Regions from separate parts of the Sus scrofa genome. Here region 1 is linked to region 2. The links are chromatin contacts, called in public targeted proximity ligation maps. All regions are on one chromosome and are shown on one strand. The core of a region is the stretch at or near the end of the contact, and the rest is flanking DNA. Distances in the headings are between cores, read along the strand shown. Region 1 holds the start of SPR (sepiapterin reductase). Region 2 has its middle 29 kb from the start of NOTO.

Region 1 (7,229 bases), core at 686-3,185, 300 kb before region 2:
CAGAAAGCCAGCAGACAGGAAAATGGTGGACTAGTGTCCCAAGAACCCAGGTTAGAATTCAGGTTTCTTTTAAACTGAAAAGGGAAAAAATAAAAAATAAAAAAAAAAATAAACTGAAAAGGGAAAGAGTTTGGCTGGTTGTTGCACACTTGTACTGGACTTTATTCTTGCAGTTGTCCATGGAACTCTGGTCTTTGTTCCTATAAACCTCCAACAGATAAATATTATTCTTTGTCCTGCAACTTCTTATCTCTATTTGAATGAGAAAATACTTTACTTCTAAAGGTTGGAGACGTGAGAAAGTGCTACCCTGTATATTTCAGACTACAGGCAACATTTTTTTTACAAAAGGTGCAGAGCCAGCATGACAAAGCACAAGCAACAGAGCACAGGGGTTAGAGCTAAAGGTATACATCCAATATGGAATCAGATTTGTTTTTCTCTGTAACAATAGGCATTGAATAAGTCACACAATAGAAAACTGTTTCTGGGAGTTCCTGTGACAGCTCATCAGAAAGGAATCTGACTAGTATCCATGGGGACACAGGTTCGATCCCGGGGCTCACTCAGTGGGTTGGGGATCAGGTGTTGCTGTGAGCTGTGGTTGTAGACTGCAGACTCGGTTGGGACTATGGCTGTGGCATAGTCCGGCAGCTACAGCTCAGATTCAACCCCTAGCCTGGGAACCTCCCTATGCCATGGGTGCAGCCCTAAAAAGAAAAAAATTTTTAAAAAAAATTAAAACATAAAATAAAAATTAAAAAAAGGAAAACTTTCCGGTGTCAATGCGTAAAAGTAAAAGCAATTGCAATTAGTTTTACAGTGCACTGACTTCCAATTCAAACTCATTTTAGAGATTGTTCCTACTAACTTCCTTGAATTTATTGTTGGTCTCTTTTCTCTAACACTGAAAAAAATCTCAGCTCCTCACATCAGTTAGCATAATTATTTATTTTTCTATTCTACAGAAAATAGTTTCAAAATACTGTGCATATTAACAAATAAATCTACTGCATGAAGTTAAGGTTTCTTTGTTATTTCATTTGTTCCTAGAATATGTTCCACCATGATGTACAGTCTGGGCTGGACATGTTACAAAAAGTTTATGGTAAAGGCACCTAAGTGGAAAGTGAAAAGCTTCCAAAATAGTTTTGATGTTCATAAGGACAGCCCACAGAACAGGGGAGCAAAATGCATTTCACTAGGAGTTTGAAAGGCAATTTTGCAGTCTGTCCCCTGAGCAGGGACCAGCCCTGTGAAGTTCGGCCTGAGCTATGGAGGTTCCTTACCGCCCTTGCTAAACTCTGAAAAGACTCCTCTTCAAGGAGATCTGTAGCAGTCTGCCAACTTTCCCCTCTTCCCGCTCTCGGGGAAAAAAAAACAAAAAAACAAAAAAACTGGAAATGTGGCTTTTGTGAAGCACAGGGCTTAAGTAGACAAATGACTGCAAAACCTTGACGGTGGGAGTAGATGGAATTGCCTACTTGGAAAAGTGCAACATGAGTGCAGGAGCGACTGTGTTCCCCAGGGGGTAGCTCGAGTGACCCTGGGGCGGTGAGTTCCAGTAAGGACCTCTATCCCTACAATGGCATCTGCCACGTGCAGGGATGCCCGGCAAGGAGCAACACTGCCTGACCTGGAGGAAGTCATTTGTGCAAGCAAGTTGGGTCAGGAGTTGGGAGAAGCATGTGTCCCAGACAAGGACTGAAACTGCGGGCGCGCGGGGCGAAGGATAACGCCTCCTCTCTCCGCACTGGGTTAGGATTTCCTATGGGGGCTGCGCCTCCTGCAGCCTCGGGTTTAGCAGCTCTGCGCTTGCCGGGACCCCGCAGTTAGCTCCAATTTCACCGCTAGTTGCCTAGGAAACTAACGGGGTCAGCTCTCCGCCTGGCGCCTTTGGTTTCCGCCCCCGCGGGGCGGGGCCTCCGCCTACTTCCACTAAGGCCCCGCCCACCACGGCCGCCCAGACCCCTGACTGGTTTCGGGTCGCAGCAGTTACTCGTCGAATTTGGAAGCATGGAGCATGGCGTCGGTAAGGTTGGCGGCCTGGGGCGCGCCCTGTGCGTGGTGACCGGGGCCTCCCGCGGTTTCGGACGGACGCTGGCACAGCTCCTGGCCCCGCTGCTGTCGCCTGGCTCCGTGTTGGTCCTAACCGCCCGCAACGACGAGGCGCTGCGGCACCTGGAGGCCGAGTTGGGCTCCGAGCGGCCTGACCTGCGCGTGGTGCGGGTGCCCGCTGATCTGGGCGCCGAGGCCGGCTTGCAGCAGTTGCTGGGCGCGCTGCGCGAGCTCCCCAGACCCGAGGGCCTGCAGCGAGTGCTGCTCTTCAACAATGCGGGTAAGAGGCCCCTCGGAGGGGGCGGACTCCCAGGGTGAGCGCTTGGGATACTGTTGCAGGCCTCTTTTGGTTCTCTCTCCCTCTCACCTCCGCCAGGGAGTTAGAAATGACGCCTGAAAGTCCTGGTTTCAGTGAGGTGCTGAGGAAGACCTCTTGCTCCTTCCCCTCTTCCTCACCGCACCCACCCCCGTTTCAACTCCATGTTTTCCAAAACGCCTGTAGAACTTTTCTGATTGTCTTGCTCAGTGCCCTCTGGCGGAGGCATGAATTAGGGCGTGAGGTCTCCCAGCTGAAGTCAGTTCCCCCCTTTCCAAATGCCCCTCAGGGTTCCCCCCAACCCCAGTCCCAGTCCCAGAGCAGGGCATGCGCTTTCTCAGGCTGCAGTTTCTGGTGAGAAGGTTCCCAGGTATGTATGTCTGCAGCGCTGGGAAGAGGGAGGCGTCTTTGGAAGCACTAGGGAGATTGCTCTTTTAGGTCTGGATGGGAAGGGGGTGTCTGGAAGAATTTGGAGGGGGCTGGGGGAAGGGAAAACTCTGCCTACACTGGGTGATTCCTAAGGTTTTGTTTTGCAGCCTCTCTTGGAGATGTGTCCAAAAGCTTTGTGGACCTGACTGACTCAGCTGAAGTGAACAGCTACTGGGCTCTGAACTTGACGTCCATGCTCTGCCTGACTTCCAGCTTCTTGAAGGCTTTTCCTGACAGTCCTGGCCTCAGCAGAATGGTGGTTAACATCTCATCAATCTGTGCTGTGAAGCCCTTCAAAGGCTGGGCCCTGTACTGTGCAGGGAAGGCTGCCCGTGACATGATATATCAGGTTCTGGCTGCAGAGGACCCTAGTTTGAGAGTGCTGAGCTATGCCCCAGGTAGGTGAAGCACTACAGCCATCCCTGTCTCCAGAAGCAGGGGGTTACTCTCTGACCCCTGCTCAAGGAGCCTACTCTTGCTAACCCTTCCAGGAAAATAAGGGAAATATAGGCTTCAAGGAAGTTAGTGCTAGCAGGGTCAGGGAGCTGTACTTAGAGGGTATGGATTGAGAGTGGGAGCTGCCTGGACTTGAAAGTGGGGCCAGGGAGTCTGAGATGTTAGAGTCTGAGAGATGATTCGGGTTTGAATTCCAGGCCTGTACCTCATTTTTTCATGTGAAACAGGGCAGTTGCTACCTGTCTCACAGGGCAGTTTGGAGGACTGAAGGAGGTAATACTTGTGAAAGTTATGCCTCACTGGGAAGTGCTGTCTAATTGTTAGCGTTGCTGTGGCTGTGGTGTAGGCCAGCAGCTGCAGCCCTGATTCATCCCCTAGCCTGGGAACTTCCATATGCTGCAGGTGCCGCCCTAAAAAAAAAAACAAGACACACAAACAAACGACAAAAAAACTCAGCAAAATGTGTATAGAGTGAGTGTATCCGAAAATAATAAAGGCTGTATATGACAAGCCCACAACTAGCATAGTCGATGATAAAAAGCTGCTTTTTCTCTAAGATCAGGAACAAGACAAGGAAGCTGTTCTTCCCACTTTTATTCAACATGGTATTGGAAATCCTAGCTGGAACAGTGAGGCAAGAAAAATAAAAGACATCCAGATTGGAGAGGAAGAAATAAAACTCTATTTACAGGTGATATTATATATAGGAAACCCTAAAGGCTTTACCAAAAAACTGTTAGAACTAATAAATTCATTAAGGTTGCAGGATACAAAAACAATATAAAAAATGAGTTACATTTCTATCCGTTAATAATGAACTATCAGAAAGAGAAATTAAGAAAACAGGCCCATTTATAATTGAATCAAAAACAATAAAATACCTTGGAATACATTTAACCAAGGAGGTAAAAGAACTGTACACTGAAAAAGATAAGATATTGATGAAAGAAATTGAAGAAGATACAAAATAAATGGAAAGATGCCATGCTCATGGATTGGAAGAATTAATATTGTTGAAATGTCCTTACTACCCAAACAATCTACAAGTTTAATGCAATCTCTGTCAAAATTCCAGTGCCATTTTTCACAGACAGAGAACGCAAAAGACCCTGAATAGGAATTCTCTTGTGGCGCAGCAGGTTAAGGAGCTGACGTTGTCATTGTAGCAGCTCAGGTTGCTGCTGTGGCACAGGTTTGATCCCTGGTCTGGGAACTTCCACATGCCATAGGCACTACCCCACCAAAAAAGAAAAAGACCCTAAGTAGCCAGAGCATTCTTGAGGAAGAAGAACAAAACTCTCCAGCATCACACTCTCTGCTATCATACTATCTTATGAAATAGTTTGACATCAAAATAGTATGGTATTGGCATATAAAACAGACACAGTTCACCAGTAAAACCATCTAGCCCTGGTGTCTTGGAGAAGATAGTTTGGGGTTGAAATATATTCGCATCATAAACTTGGATGTATAAGTCTTTCCCCAGATTTGGAAAGTTTTCAGCTATTACTTCTTTAAAGAAGCTTTCTGTTCCTCTTTTTTCTCTCTGGGACTCCCTAATATACAGATTGTTTCTTTTAAGGGTAAACCTTACCTCATGTAGGCTTTCTTCGTGCTCACATTCTTTTTTCTTGTTGCTGTTCTAACTAGATGATTTCAGATGATCTGTCTTCTATTTCACTAGTTTTTTATGCTAGTGACCTCTCTATCAAATTCTTAAGACATTGTTTTCTTCAGGATTTTAGTTGGGTTTTGTTTTTTTTTTTTTTTTTTAGTGGTTTTTATTTCTTTGCCAAGGTTCTTATTTTGTTCATGCATCGTTTTCCTGGTTTCATTTAGACATCTGTGTTTTCTTATAACTCACTGAATTTCTTTAAGAGGATTATTCTGAATTCTTGGTCAGGCAGTTCATAGATCTCATTTCTTTAGGGTCAGGCATCAGCTGTATTAGTTGCCTTTAGTGGTGTCCTATTTCCTTGGTTATTCATGATCCTCGTGGCCTTGGATTGATGTTTGTGCATTTGAGGAAACAGGCATTTCTTCCAGTCTTTATAGACTGAGTTCAGTGGGCAGAGCCTTTCACCAGTCGACCCATCGGTGATTCTGGGTAGGCCGTCTGGTGATCTTCATGGCAGGCTTGCTGCTAGAGTCCTTCGGCAGCCTGATGCTAGAGTGGATCGAAAGCCTGGGTCCACAGTGGTCAGCCTGGTGCTGGGCCTGGCTGCAACCTGGGTTTGTGGGTACCCACTTAAAGCTTAGGTTCACAGACACTGACTATAAGCCTGGACCCGTAGGAGCCATCTGTGGTCATGGGCATTGGCTAGTGCTGGGATGTGCTAGAAGCCTGGGTTCACAGGAGCTTGATGCCATGGGAACCAGTGGAGGCCATTGGAGCCAGCTAGAGCCAGAGTGGATCAGGGGCCTGGTTTCCCAGGGGCCCTGTGGGAGCCTGCAGCCCAGGGAGCTGCCTGGGGCTTCTGGGACCACTACAGCTGGTAAGCACTGGGGTGAGCTGGGGCCCTGGGTTCATAGGAGCCCACAGGGAGCCACCTAGGGTCAAAGCGGTGGGTCTGCTGCTGGATTAGGCTGACTCTGAAGCCCCCAAGGAAGTTGGGTGTTCACTCTCCTACCATGGGAAGGTGTCTCTGTCCACACTCATCCACCGGGCTTGGGGGAGGGGTGATGGGGTCATGTGAATCTGGCTTTCCCACCTCCCTTCTTATTTCTCCGATTCAACCCAGGTGGTATAGTCCCTCACCTGGAATCCTTGGTTCTGGTGAAGATGATTCCATGTGCAATTAGTTATTCAAATGGATGTTTCTCTCGGGCAGGGCTAGAAATTGCTGTGCTGCCATTTGCTGCTCCCAGTGATGACTTAGCAAGGTATTTTTAGAGAGGGCTACAGAGGGAGTTGAAGCAGGGAGAGAACCAGTGTTGAGTAAGGGCCCTGCTTGTAGAATATAGAAGCAGAAGGGTCCTACCTGGTGACTAGTTGGCTGTAGGGGCAGAGTGGGTGGGAGGAGGAAGTGATGGAGGTTTGAGGTTTGGGAGAAGAGACCACAGGTGATTCTGACCACACATGTCAGCCAAGATGAGGTGTTACCTTCTGGCCAGATCTGACTCTACCCCAGTCCTCACACACAATAGAGGCCACTGCCTCGGCAGTGTTCCCTTATCTTGTGCTCTTTGTTCCCTAGGTCCCCTGGACACAGACATGCAGCAGATAGCCCGGGAGGCTTCCGTGGACCCAGATTTGCGAAAAAGGCTGCAGGAGCTGAAGAGAAAGGGGGAACTTGTGGATTGCAAGGTATCAGCCCAGAAACTGCTGAACTTGCTGCAAAAGGATGAATTCAAGTCTGGAGCCCATGTCGACTTCTATAATTAATAAGCCCATGTGCTTGGCTTCCTGGGGCTTTCTTCCTCCCCTTTCAGGCACACCCAGGAGCCCTCTAGATCCCCACATCCTGCCACAAGCCAGCCTTATGCAGATAAGCTTTCCTGCTACTGTCCTGCTCTCAGATCCAGCCAGCAGCTATGAGGGCCTTGGGTAGAGGTCCCAGTTCTCAGGAGTCGGTGTTGAGCACCCTGAGTGAGGAGGAGGCTTGAGAGAGACAAGTTAGGGGTGTTGGTGTTTCTCTCTCCTGGGGAGTAGAATATTAGGGATGGGAAAAGCAGGACAAGAAGCTGAAACACCGAGGAGAGGAAGTTGGGTCTCCTGCCCCTGGTCAGTCCCCAGGGAGGAGGGGGAGCTTGTGTCAAAATGAAGATTCACAGTTGGTCTGGAGGGGAAGGAGGACAGCCAAGTCCCAGCCCACAGGGATGCCTCCTGGACCTTCTCTTCAACTTTGTGTCCTCGTTCTGCTGCTGCTTCTCTCCAGAACCTGCTGTCCATCCCCATCATGAGGAGAGGAGCCCTGAGAGCTGAAGTACGTGTTAATGGTAGCTGCAAATAAAATGTAGGTTGTTGCTT
Region 2 (6,537 bases), core at 2,106-4,605:
CACAGAGGCGTCTGAAAGGCAGTGTCACAAAACAGCCTGTAGGCACTGCTGTCATTATGCACACAGAGCAGGCATCACACATACACATCCCAGCCAGCACTGCACACACTCAGGAGACACACCCCATCCCACAGATACCATTTAACTTCACCCTTAACAAACACTACAAACACGCAGACACAACCCATGAGATAATACACACACCCCCACACGCAGCAGACACACACCCAGCCAACACCCCCCACCAGCCTATGCTCACATCCAACAGAATCTATATACACCCTCCACTGACAGAATCCATACACACCCTCACACTTTCCCAGGCACACACACATTCACACACAGCACATACTGTACACACACCCACCTGCTGGCTTGTGCTCTGTCACATTCATTCACTGGAGCTGGTGGCCACGCACCTCGTCTGAGGAAGTGAGAAGCCCCCACACTACACGCAGGCACAGCCCACACTATGTGCACGAGGGAAAGAGCATTGTACCTTCGTAATTCGCCTGATGCAATCATTAAAAGGGAGGAGGGGTGTTCCCATCATGGCTCAGTGGTAACGAACCTGTCTAGTATCCATGAGGACTGGGGCTCAATCCCTGGCCTTGCTCAGTGGGTCACAGCTCACAGCAAGCTGTGGTGTAGGTTGCAGATGTGGCTCAAATCTGGCATCGCTGTGGCTGTGGCATAGGCTGGCAGCTGTAGCTACAATTGGACCCCTACCCTGGGAACCTCCATATCCTGCAGGTGTGGGCCTAAAAAAGGAAAAAAAAAATGGGGAGAGGAGGAAACTCCACTGCTTCCAAGATGCGGGATCCTGGCTTTAGCTCAGCGCTGTCACTGCAGAGTCACGTGACAGGAATCACCCTCTCCACAACCAGATAAAGGCATCAGGAGGACTTGTCCAGAGTCTTCCAATGGAAGTTAGGGCCCTGGGTCATACAGCATATATACACATATATTTTGCCATTTCTTGGGCCGCTCCCATGGCACATGAAAGTTCCCAGGCTAGGGGTCAAATCGGAGCTACAGCTGCCAGCCTACACCAGAGCTACAGCAATGTGGGATCTGAGCCACGTCTGCAACCTACACCACAGCTCACGGCAACGCCGGATCCTTAACTCACTGAGCAAGGCCAGGGATTAAACCCGCAACCTCGTGGTTCCTGGTCAGATTTGTTAACCACTGAGCCACGAGGGGTACTCCTCATACAGCATATATTGAGGGCCTCCCCGACCTGGGTGCTGCAGGGCAGATAAGGAATTCCAGCCCAGGTTTAGTCCCTGCCCTCAGGGAGTCAGCGGCAGGCTGGACAGAAAAGCAGCGCTTAGTATCAGAAGAGGTAAGAACAAACATACACCAATTGTGCAAATTCATGGCCTGAGGATTAAATGGGGTTCAAGGTAAAACAAGCAGCCCCAGGGGTGGGGGGAGGGGGTGGCCACTGCAGCCGGCCCTGTCTAGAAAGAAGAATTCAGACTTGGGGGTGAGGAGGGTGGGAGGCACAGTCATTTATTCACTCATCATCTATTTATTTATTCTGCACTCACTGCCTGGCTAGTGACTTGGAGGAATGAGGTCCCTGCCTTGTGCAGCTTCTGTCCCAGCTGGAAGACAGTAAGTATCAATCACGTGACTAATGAGGATGCTGTCCAGGTGGTGTCAGACTATGCGGTACATCAGCAGGTAAGGGGCCACCTTAGGACAAGGGGAGGGCTCACTCAGGGCAGCCAGAGCAGGCCTGGGACTAGGGTGAAGCAAGGAGACCCTGCACCACCTTGAGAGGGAGTGCCTTCTTAAATCTGTGCCCTCAGTAGTGCCTCACTTGCCTCACCCTCATCCCAGCTCTGCTCAGGAGCATTAAGAGGAGGCACCTAGGCCTGAGGCTCTAGTTTGCCATCTATCGGGTTTCTTTTTTTTTTTTTTCCCTTTCTTCCCTTTTTTCTGTTTTTGTTTGTGTGTTTGCCCCCCCCCCCCAATGGCATATGGATATCCCAGGCCAGGGAAAAAAAAACCCATGTGCCACAGCAGTGACCAAAGCCACAACAGTGACAATGACAGATCTTTAGGCCTCTGAGCTACCAGGGAACTCCTTGGGCCCCATTTCTGTAGACCTCCACTTACCCAGACCCATCCTCTGGCCCCAGCCTTAGTTTTCCTTCCCTGGGCCTCAGGGTGTCAGAGGAGGCCCCTGCTGCCTGAGGGGTGCTGCCCCACCCCCCTTCCCCAGTCCCCCAGCACCACAGCACCAAGACTTGCTCTTGCACAGAGAAGCCAAGCTGTGCATTGCATTGTGTGCCCAGGGTGTTCACTGAGAAGCCCAAGGCTTGGTTTTCCTGGCCCAGGATGGCTGTTCTGGGAGGGGAAGGGGGCACTCTGGGGGCCTGGATGGGAGGCTGGGAAGGGAAGGGAGAAAGAAAGAAAACTCACCCCAGCTGGGACCAGAGTCTTGTCTCGGTAAAGCCATCACTCAGGCCTCAGTGGGTTTGCCCCTAAAGGCTCTCATATGACTTTATTTCTTTCCCTGAACTGCCCTCTCTCACGGATGACTTGTAGACTAGACGGTGTCTATTCCCAAGCTTGGAGCACTTGGTACTCGGCCCGCATTTGCAGTGAAGAATGACTGCATGTCCTTTCAGTGAGGCCTGGACCCCTCTGGCAGACCCCAGGAAGTAGGTCCTGACCGCTGCAGAAGCAGTGGAGCCTGGAGGGTGTTTCGGGGTATACAGGGACCCCCAGCTCCATAGTGGACTCTCAGGGTGTCAAGCCCAGCCAGGCCCCTGGGGGTGTTCGGCACCGGCTCCCTCATCTAACTAGGGCCAGCGTGATCTGGGGTCTCACCTCCCGCAGCCTGGTGTGCCCTGGCAAGTTTGCGGGCGTCCCCCCCCAACCCCCACACCGCAACTTCCAAGGCTTTTCCAAGGACATTTTTCCCTCTCCACGTCCAGACTGACAGGCCGGAGAAGAGCACGGGGAACGGGGGGAGGGGTAGGAGGGGGCGCGGGAAGGTGGGTCCTGACGGCCTCCTAGGCCCCGGGTGTGGAGTGGGGCACCCCTCCCGGAGCGGGGCTGAGCCCGCGGCTCCTGCGCTAATCAATGGGCCGCAGCCGGCGGGCGGGCCGGGCGGTAGGATTAGGGGCTGAGGAGGGCAATCACAGCCGGTCGCCGCGCTCCGGCTTTCCTGCGCTGAGCGGCTCAAATGCCACATTTCGGATGCAGCGCCGCGCCCGCCCTGTTTGCTCGGGTAGCGGGGGCCCCGGGGCAGGAAGCCAACTCGCAAGTGTATCGGAGATTAGGGCCCGCGGCGGCGGGGGCGGGCGCTGGGCAAACACGCGGCGGCTGCCTCAATCCCCAGTCCTCGATTCCGCCCGCGGCCACTCCGGCCGGCCGCGACTCGGCGACGCGCGGGTCCCAACCCCTCCCCGGGCCTCGGCGCCCGCCCCAGGGGACGCTGGGCTTGCCGAGCACACAGGCACCTGGCGGGGGAGCAATGGATTTTTTTTTTTTTCTTCCTTCCAATGTTTATGCATTTTGCACCTTTCCCTTCATGAGCTTACGTGTGCAGGACCAAGTCCTGTAAAAATTGGGTTGGTACCAAAGATCAGAGTAAGAGAATGACGGAAAGAGAGGACACAGGAGAGAGAGAGCAGGACGGGAAAAGAGTCGGGAGGACAAGGAAAGGGCGGGGAAGGGTGAATGGGGAAAACCCAGGAGCGGCCTCTTTTAGTCCCCCCCCACCCGCGATCCTACTCGACTCGCCTCCCAGGCTTGGCGCCCTCTCCCTGCACCCCTACTTCCCCATCTGCCTGGTGGGCCGAAGAGAAAGAGCTCCTGATTGGGGATGGGGAAGAAAAACAATGGTGGAGGTGTGAAGACGGGAGTGGTGGGCCTCTAGGCCGGGTGCGCATCAAGATGCTGGCAGCACTGCGGAAATGCCAGCGGTCCCCCGGCGGCGGCGGAGCAGCCTCGACCCGTACGGAGCAAGGGATGGCTCTTCTTGGTGTCCAGGGACCGCCCTGCCGGGCATTTACCACCGCCCTGGGTCTGAGTTCTCCACTGTCCCGAGAAGCAAGCCTTTGACAGGCCTCCAGGAACCCCCAACTACGTGTACAGACTCAAACCAGGGCTTCCAGGGACCCAGAGTTTAGAAGGACAGTCTAGGACCTCAGAACAAATTCCTCTTCTGGGTGCTGTAGGGGACACTCCGACCACTGGCCTCTGCCACATCCCCAGCTAGGGCTCCTGCCCTTCCACGACTGCACCCTCAATAGGTACTCCTCCTGCTTCCCTGAGCAGACTGATCATTCCTACAAACATGCCCTTGCTCAGGTTTCCTGGAGGATCCAAATCCTGACCATTTTCCAAGGCACAGCTAGCCTCCAACCTCTTCCTGCAGGAAGCCCTCCAGGGCTTCTCTAGCTCAGGGGCTCTTTAAACCAATTTGGCATCTGGAGTTCCTGTCGTGGCGCAGTGGTTAACGAATCCGACTAGGAACCATGAGGTTGCGGGTTCGGTCCCTGGCCTTGCTCAGTGGGTTAACGATCCGGCGTTGTCATGAGCTGTGGTGTAGATTGCAGGCGCGGCTCGGATCCCGCGTTGCTGTGGCTCTGGTGTAGGCTGGCAGCTACAGCTCCGGTTAGACCCCTAGCCTGGGAACCTCCATATGCCGCGAGAGCGGCCCAAGAAATAGCAAAAAGACAAAAAAAAAAAGCTAAAACTATAAACCAATTTGGCATCTGATTCCATCTCAGGATCCCCTCTGTCCTGGGCCTTGGTCTTCTCTCTCTTCCTTCAAAGTCAGGCTACATGTTCTGTTGGAGCTGAGAGGCTTGGCCAGGGATAGAATACACTGCTCTCACTTGTGGTTGCCTGATGGGAGGGGGAGGGAGTGGGAGGGATCGGGAGCTTGGGCTTATCAGACACAACTTAGAATAGATTTACAAGGAGATCCCGCTGAATAGCATTGAGAACTATGTCTAGATACTCATGTTGCAACAGAAGAAATGGTGGGGGAAAAACTGTAATTGTAACGTATACATGTAAGGATAACCTGACCCCCTTGCTGTACAGTGGGAAAATAAAATTAAAAAAAAAAAAAAAAAAAAAAAAAAAAAAAAAAAAAAAAGAATACACTGCTCTCAACCCACCCCAAAGATGGAGCTTAAAAGGTTAGTGGCTGGTCCCTGAGGCACTGTGCCCACGTGGGCCCTTGTTGCTGGGCTATTACCACCTCTGAACTGAACAAAGAAGCCACCTCCCTTCCCTTTCACCCTCCCCTAAGTTCTTTTTTTTTGTTTTTTTTTTGGTCTTTTGTCTTTCTAGGGCCGCACCTGAGGCATATGGAGGTTCCCAGGCTAGGGGTTGAATCAGAGCTATAGCTGCTGGCCTACACCACAGCCACAGCAACGCCAGATCCAAGCCACCGCAGCTCACAGCAACGCCAGATCCTTAACCCACTGAGCAAGGCCAGGGATTGAACCCGCACGCAACTTCATGGTTCCTAGTTGGATTCGTTTCCACTGTGCTATGACAGGAACTCCTCCCCTAAGTTCTTCAGTGAGCTGCTGGGATCTCCAAAAGTGACCAGGTCAGGCAACTACCAGTTCCAGGAGTTGGGAATCAAGCCCTCATCTGTGGCTACATCAACCCAGGAACCTGCCCCTTGCTACGGTGAACATATGATCCAGAGAGTGCAGCCTGTGGAGGGCAATGCAGCAACATTATTCATTTTCTTTTTTCTTTTTCTAAATTGGCTACACCTGTGGCCTGGGGAAATTCCTGGGTCAGGGATCGAACCTGTGCCACAGCAGTGACAACACCTGATCCTTAACTGCTAGGCCACCGGAGAACTCCCAACATTAGCCATTTCAAATGAGCCTCTCTCTCATCCCAATAATTACACATTTAAGAATCTCTCCTAAAAAGTACTTGCAGGGAGATCTGTCATGAGGGGAAAGGGATAAACTTTTTTTTTTTTTAGAGCCACACCCACAGCATATGGCAATTCCCAGGCTAGGGGTCAAATTGGAACTGTAGCTGCCAGCCTACACTACAGCTACAGCAACATCAGATCTGAGTCTCCTCTGCAACCTACACCACAGCTCATGACAATGCCAGATCCTTAACCACTGAGCGTGGCCAGGGATTGAACCGAGTCCTAGTCAGGTTCGTTACCACTGAGTCAGGATGGGAACTCCCGGGACAACCATCTTAAAGCCCATCATTGGTGGGCTAGTTCTACCATTTGCATGCTGGACAACCATTCATTAAAAATGATATGGAACTCTGTATATACTGACATAGTGAAATGTCCAATATATATTAAGTGAGAGATTAAGTAAGTAAAAAAAACTTTAAAATACTTTGGGAGTTCTCCTGTGGCTCAGTGGGTTAAGGATCCAGCATGGTCACTGCCATGGTACCTGTTCAATCCCTGGTCCTGGAACTTCCACTTACTATGGATGTGGCAAAAAAAAAAAAAAAAAAAAAAAGAGAGAGAGAGAAATTTACTTTGATTCAAGGACTTTTCTA

What was found.
Region 1: a targeted proximity ligation map of skeletal muscle shows a contact between it and region 2, with 4 times the contacts expected there. A contact is called at or near these places in 2 of 5 promoter capture datasets (fetal skeletal muscle and liver), 9 of 47 Hi-C or Micro-C datasets (embryonic fibroblasts, epiblast stem cells, fetal heart ventricle and 4 more) and 1 of 2 datasets of targeted methods (skeletal muscle).

Annotation. Positions count from the first base shown.
Region 1 is chr3:69,889,453-69,896,681 of Sscrofa11.1, reverse strand. It overlaps SPR (sepiapterin reductase), which reads left to right and starts at 1,935. Exons shown (of 3, transcript XM_003125032.4): 1 at 1,935-2,338; 2 at 2,911-3,201; 3 at 6,457-7,229. The coding sequence starts at 2,017. The coding sequence ends at 6,644.
Region 2 is chr3:69,596,464-69,603,000 of Sscrofa11.1, reverse strand. No RefSeq gene overlaps it. Among named protein-coding and RNA genes, the nearest start is that of NOTO, 29 kb to the right of the region's middle.